Linked DNA regions of Mus musculus: region 1 is linked to region 2. The links are chromatin contacts, called in public Hi-C maps. All regions are on one chromosome and are shown on one strand. Each heading gives the region's core, a stretch centred on a gene start, on an enhancer-like site or on the middle of the called end of the contact. The rest is flanking DNA. Distances are from core to core; before and after follow the strand shown.

Region 1 (3,018 bases), core at 448-2,947, 130 kb before region 2:
CATGTAAAAAGAAGCTGTACTCTCCAGTAACTCCCAGGCTTACAGTGCTGAGGTAGAAGATGTGTGCATCTTAACTTCAGTCCTTAGAATGTTCTTTTGTTCTTTTGACTTTTGATGTTGGCCCATTGTGCTTTTAAAAAATATATTTTAGATTAATAAAGTAATAAGCTTCATACATGCACACACTCGTGTGCGCATACACACACACAAACACACACAATTTTAATTTAGGTCTCTTATGTAAGAGAAAACATACAATACTTGTCTTTCTGAATGTGCCTTCTCTCAGTTAATATAAAGACACACCCTTTCCTGAAAATATAATGATTTAATTTTTGTAACAATTGCATAAGATTTTATTGTGTATGTGAACCACATTTTTCACTCATTTAGCTGTTAATGAACATCTAAAGTGGTTACATTACCTGGTTATTTTGAATAATACAGCAATAAACATAGCCATGCAAGTATCACTATGGAGTGCTAGCTAGAAGTCCTTAGGTATATACCCCAAAGCATTGCAGCTGGATTATAAAGCAGTTTTTGAGGAACATCCACACTGATTTCCATTATGAATGGGCCAGTGCAAATTCCCAACAGCTGTATATAATGAGCTATCTTTCCTGATGTCCTCACAAGGAACTATTGCCATCTGTTTTCTTCTGGCTGGAGTGAGAGAGATATTATTGAAAAATAGTTTTAATTCCCAATCTTCTGTTGGCTAAGAGTGTTAAGCATTCTCCACATATATTTATTGGCCATCTGTATTTTTTTCTTTTGATAACAACCTATTTAGTTCACTAGCTCATTTTTAATGGGATTTGGAGTTTGGCTGTTTAAGTTTTCAAGTTCTTTGTATATCCAAATATTAATTCCCCAGTTAATATGGAGTTGGCAAGAATTTGTTTTTTTGTTTGTTTGCTTGTTTGTTTTTTGGTAGGTTGTCTCTTCCCTCTACTAAATGTTTTCTTTGTTGTGCAGAAGATGTTTAATACCATGCAATCCTCCTCTGGTCAGTTTCTAGGGTGGTTGGTTTCTCATGCTTTGAAATCCTTTTGAGAAAGCTCTTGCCTATTTTTTTTATATCTCGAAGTCTTTTTTCAGTTGTCCTTGGGTAGTTTCCAAGTTTTAGGTCTTACAGTAGGGTCCTTTATCTAATTTGAATTCATTTATATACAAGATGAAAGATACTGGTTCTAGTTTCACTTTTCTATTCGTTGAAACTGTTTCCTCAATACCATTTGTTTAAAAGACTGTATTTTGTTAATTTTTTTGACAATTTTGTTTACGAACTGGGAATTTTTCAAGTTTTTGAATCAGTAGAGTGTGGTGGAAACCTCCACAGGTCCTCTAGGTAAACACTTTTCTTCTCAAATGCAGCACTGAGCGCTTTAGCTGAGGTCATTCTTAGAAACAGGATCTTCTCTGGCCATTTATAGCTCTGAACCAGTTTGCTTCCTACTAAGGGTAGTCCCAGCGATGGGGTTACCCCCTGAGCCAAGTGTTTTGGTCATGCTTGGTCATTGACCTTCAAGGAATGTTACCCTATTCTCTTTGGCTCTCCTTGAGCATACGGGGACTGTTGCTGTATCCATTATCCATGGCGCCAAGAAGCCTGAGAATCCCCTGACAGCAGAGGCTAGTAGGACGGGCTCTAGAGGCTGCCTGACGGCCAGGGCCCATTAACTTCCTATTCTAGCTCATTGTTTTACAAGTGGTCATTGCCACCTCACCACCCAGTCAGAAGCACGTTGCTGCTTTATAGCCTACTTACAGAAAATGGCTCAGCACTTAGGCATTTTCTGGTGCCCCAGGGTTCAAAGTGAAATTAATTTCCATTACCACCCATAATAAATCACTTCACTCAACACATGTATGAAATTCCATTCAGTAGACTCAAATCATTCTGGGGCCACACAGAAGAGCATACACACTTCAACTTGCACTTAGTTAATTTCTCTTCTTGAAAGAGCTTTGATGAGATTTTGCAAACAGGCTCCTAAAGAGCCAATGGAGAATGAGACAGCCCTACAAGCCATAAGGTAGTCAGCCCAGAGATCTTGGGTTTGTGCAGAGAAGTTTGATTTTTTTTTCCTGGACCACTTTCCAGAGTCCTTCTGTTTATGGCTTTCTTGTTATAAGCCCAGATGCACAGGACTAGTGATAGTGGCTTCTCTGACATCAGAATCTAATAGTCAATCCTCTGAAGCCATTGCAGGGGTGCGGCAGGGGGTGTGTGTGGATAACCATTCTGATTCCTAGTCTTTTGATAAAGGAAACTTCCAAGAGAGCCTAAGTGCTGCATTGAGCTGGATAATAAAGAAAGTAAATATCAAGTTATTTTACTGTGTCCAAGGAGGTTGGAAGGATGGTGACTATTACTCACATATAGCAAATCAGGTCCAAGGAAATTCAGTGAGAGAGGCTCAGAGTCTCCTAGCTGGAAGGTGCCTTACAGAGTGTTGTGAACACTTCCTAAGACACTAAGAGACAGTGACAGTGAGAGAGAAAAGCAAGGTAGGATAGCCTAATAGGAATTGCTGCTATTGATTGGACTCTATTCTGCCTACAAGGTACCGAAATGCAAAGTTTGTACCTTATATATACCCATGAGTCAGTATTTATTTCTTTTATAATAAGGTTTAAATTTACAAACTATTCCGAAGGTCACACAGAGTGTTCCTATGTACTTCATACACAATTTGCCCTGCTACTAATACTTTATATCATTATATAATAAATGAATTAGCATTTGTTATTAACCAAACTCCACATGCTATTTAGAATCCCTTTGCTTTTACCTGATGTCTTTTTCCATTGATGATCTATCTCAGCTTGAACCCCTCATTCTCTTCAGTTGACAAGTCTTCCTAAACATCTCATAGTTATAACAGTATCCCAGATTTTCCTTGTTTGTGGTGATCTTAACAGGTTTCATAAATTCTGGAAAAGTATTATTTAAGGGATCTCTTGATTGAAATGTGATCATTCATTATTAGACTGGGTCACTTTAGGGGG
Region 2 (3,162 bases), core at 461-2,960:
GTGAATTGTTATTTAGTTGGTATGTTTGGATTAGAATCTATTACCCCACTCCCCATCACTGCTCACCTCTGTGTTTTTCCTGGAAGGAGTGAATTATGAAATGTAACTTGGTTTTTTTCCTTTTGTTTTTCTGATACCATACAGTAAGTATTCTTAATGAATATGATTGAAAGGCTTTCCCCAGGTCAGTATGGTGGTAACAGTGATGCTCACATGAGTTACTCTCTGCCAGGAACCATGGCAGACACTTCATACCCAAGTCATTCAACGCGCATAATAACTATGCAAGGTTGCCTCACATACGGAGGAACTTAGTAATGTTTCCAAATGTTATTACTAATATGACAGAAAGCGGACCCAGCTACAAATCCAAATCTCATGACTGAGAAAAAGAAAATGCTTCCAAACAGGTGTATAGAAGCACAATGACATAGCTACGAATTATTCCCAACTCAGGTAGAAAATTCTGATTCGACATGGTTTAGAACAGGGACCTTGCCTCATTTACAGTTTCTATCTGGCTTAAACCTTTCTGTCAGTCACTGATTTGACTGCCTTACTAACACGAGGGAAGATTATCAGTATTGGTGGTGGGCCAATTGTTTTTCTATTGCCTTTCATAGCATTAACAGCATAGTCAATTTATAGTGTCTATTGAAAAGTATAACTACAGTGGGACAAAATGCTCTTTAAAATAAAAAAATCTTAAATATCTGTAAATACTGGTTCAATGAGAATACCTCTCAAGGCAAATCATTCCTGCTGACTGAAATAGTTCTTTTCATACACTGAATTCAATAGCAAGTACTATTTATTAGCTCTGTGGGATTCATATTCTCTAACATCAAAGGTCAAGAAAACCTTCCAAAACCCAAGGTAGGAACTGGACAAAGTGGACTGATGTCACCAACAAAATTAGTTCTACTCCAGTAATCCCCATTCATATTATAATGAGCAACAGTCAGCATTGGCTTTTTTTGTACTAGGCAAGGCAAATGAGCTCCTGCTGAAAAGGCTGCAGAAACTGCAGGATTAGAGGCTGCTTTCTGGCCTCCTGGCACTTTTTTGTCTTTGTTTCTTTTTTTCCGTGACCTTCAGCATCACAGGTGAGCAGTCAGGGCCGGTTTTGCTTGAGGCTACAACTGGGCTCCAGACTGACCTGACAGCCTCTCTGCACAAAAGCTCCTCCCATGAAGTAAAGCCCAGAAGTCGCACACTCCCATGTGCAGCCCAAGCAGGACACTCTGAATTTGGAATCCGGAAGGAACCTCACGCTCTAGGAGGCTGAACTGTGAGCGTCCTCAGTTTAAGTCTGAGAAAGGGACCAGCTTCCCCTCGGGGTTCAGTGGCGAAGCCTAGAACCTCGGTGCTGAGAAAGGCTCGCCTTGTCATGCACACTCGGTAGCTCCGGGTCTTTCCAAGCCGCAATACCGAGGGGACCCTCGACCTGCATCGCCCGCCGAAAGCTAATTTGTCGCCTGACACCGGATCCTCCACTCCGGCGACCCTCGAATCAACCCACGCGTCCCCAGACACAGCGCCCACCTCACTCACCTACAAGAAGTGACCGTCACAACTTGGCAGAGTTGGCTTCCAGGCGCTCCAAACACAGCCACAAATTCAAACCCAAGCCAGCTTCCCCAGCTATCCATCTCATTGGCTGCCGTTCGGATGACGTCAGCACGTCAGACGTTTTCCTGAGCGACTCGCAGTTTGGCGCCAGAGGCTGGGCCTCAGATGCCGGAGGAGAAGTTACTTTCCTGGGCGTCGCCGTGGCAACGCGCGCGGTCGTTTCCGGCAGCCGTGACGGAGGTGGGCGGAGCTCGGGCGGCGGTGCAGGTGGGAAGCAGCCACCTGGGATATTTAGTATTGCCACAGTCCTAGGGTCTGGGGTGCCCTGGGCTTTGGGTGATGTTTCTCTTAGGGGGAGAGGCGGAGTCTGCGGGCCTGTAAAAGGGCCTGGGTTATTTTGTCCTTTTTCCCTTTCTGATTAGTCAAGTTCCCAAGGATTAGGACTCAGGCTTTGGAAGGTATGGTGCCTCCATGTGAATTAATTACAAGTCCCAAGTCTTCTTTTGTCAGGGTTTCCTGGCCTGCTCCCGTTATTACTGATTAAAAATATTTGGTATTTGCGAAAATATTTGCTATTTGCCAGCATTTAACATGCTCCAAGTATGACCTTACAAACTAAAAATCACTTAAATATATTGGCCTAGTCACATTATTGGATCATGGGCTTCTTGTTTCAGATTGCATTATTTCTGAATGTATACATTAGAAAGAAAAATGCATTAAAAACATAGGGAATATTAAAAAATTGGCAGGGTATTTTATATTTGTATTGTTGGCTAGGCAAGCCTTTTATCAGTTGACATTCTCAACCCTTTAGAAAAATTTAGTAGTACGATCTGAATTACATTGTTATTGTTTATATGACTCTATTTAGTAAGCAACTCTTACTTGCAGATTTTAGGAGCATATTAGTACACACTGAAGTCAGCATCCCTTCCCTCCTGGAGTTTAGATTTCTGTAAAAATAGGATGTTACAGGGCAGAGGATTTATGCATGTGTCTGTCTATTGTCTATCTATCTATCTATCTATCTAATCTATTTTATATTTTTAAACAAGGTCTTGCCCAGTAGTCATGGCTGGCCTGGAACTTGCCATGTAGACACAAATGGGCTGGAACATATAGAGATCTTCTTGCTTCTGCTTCCTGTGTGCTGAGATTAAAGGCATAGGCCACCACACCCAGCAGTGCAGAGTACTATTAGTCACATTTTTACGTTGAAATCCCATAGATTATGATTATGTCTTAAATCTACTGAAGAAAATCAGGAGAGTTGCAAATTATACATTATTCTTTGTTTTATGAATTTTTTCTGAGCCCTGGAGAGTGCGTCAATAAAGTGACTACTTATTTCTTATTATAGTATATGTACCAACTAATGCCATCATCATTTTTGTGACATTGGTTTGGTAATAAAAATGAGGAGAGTTTGCAAGGCAGTGGTGGCACACGCCTTTAATCCCAGCACTTGGGAGGCAGAGGCAGGCAGATTTCTGAGTTCAAGGCCTGCCTGCTCTACAGGGTGAGTTCCAGGATAGCCAAGGCTACACAGAGAAACCCTGTCTCGAAAAAAAAAAATGAGGAGAGTTC

The links. Hi-C and Micro-C count contacts between places; a contact is called where the count stands out from the background.
Region 1: a contact with region 2 is called in a Hi-C map of embryonic fibroblasts, with 5 times the contacts expected there. The contact joins the enhancer-like site here to the promoter of Kif18a in region 2. A contact is called at or near these places in 2 of 484 Hi-C or Micro-C datasets (embryonic fibroblasts and ventricular fibroblasts) and 2 of 9 other capture datasets (liver and pancreatic islet).

The regions. Positions count from the first base shown.
Region 1 is chr2:109,405,435-109,408,452 of GRCm38.p6, reverse strand. No RefSeq gene overlaps it. Among named protein-coding and RNA genes, the nearest start is that of Kif18a, 130 kb to the right of the region's middle. Within about 2 kb of position 1,697, at least 48 of the 459 cell types and tissues checked have an H3K27ac peak or open chromatin away from gene starts, as enhancers often do. A contact at or near this core is called in embryonic fibroblasts, where this site is marked.
Region 2 is chr2:109,279,286-109,282,447 of GRCm38.p6, reverse strand. It overlaps Kif18a (kinesin family member 18A), which reads right to left and starts at 1,710. Exons shown (of 17, transcript NM_139303.1): 1 at 1,555-1,710. It also overlaps a transcript of Mettl15 not described here.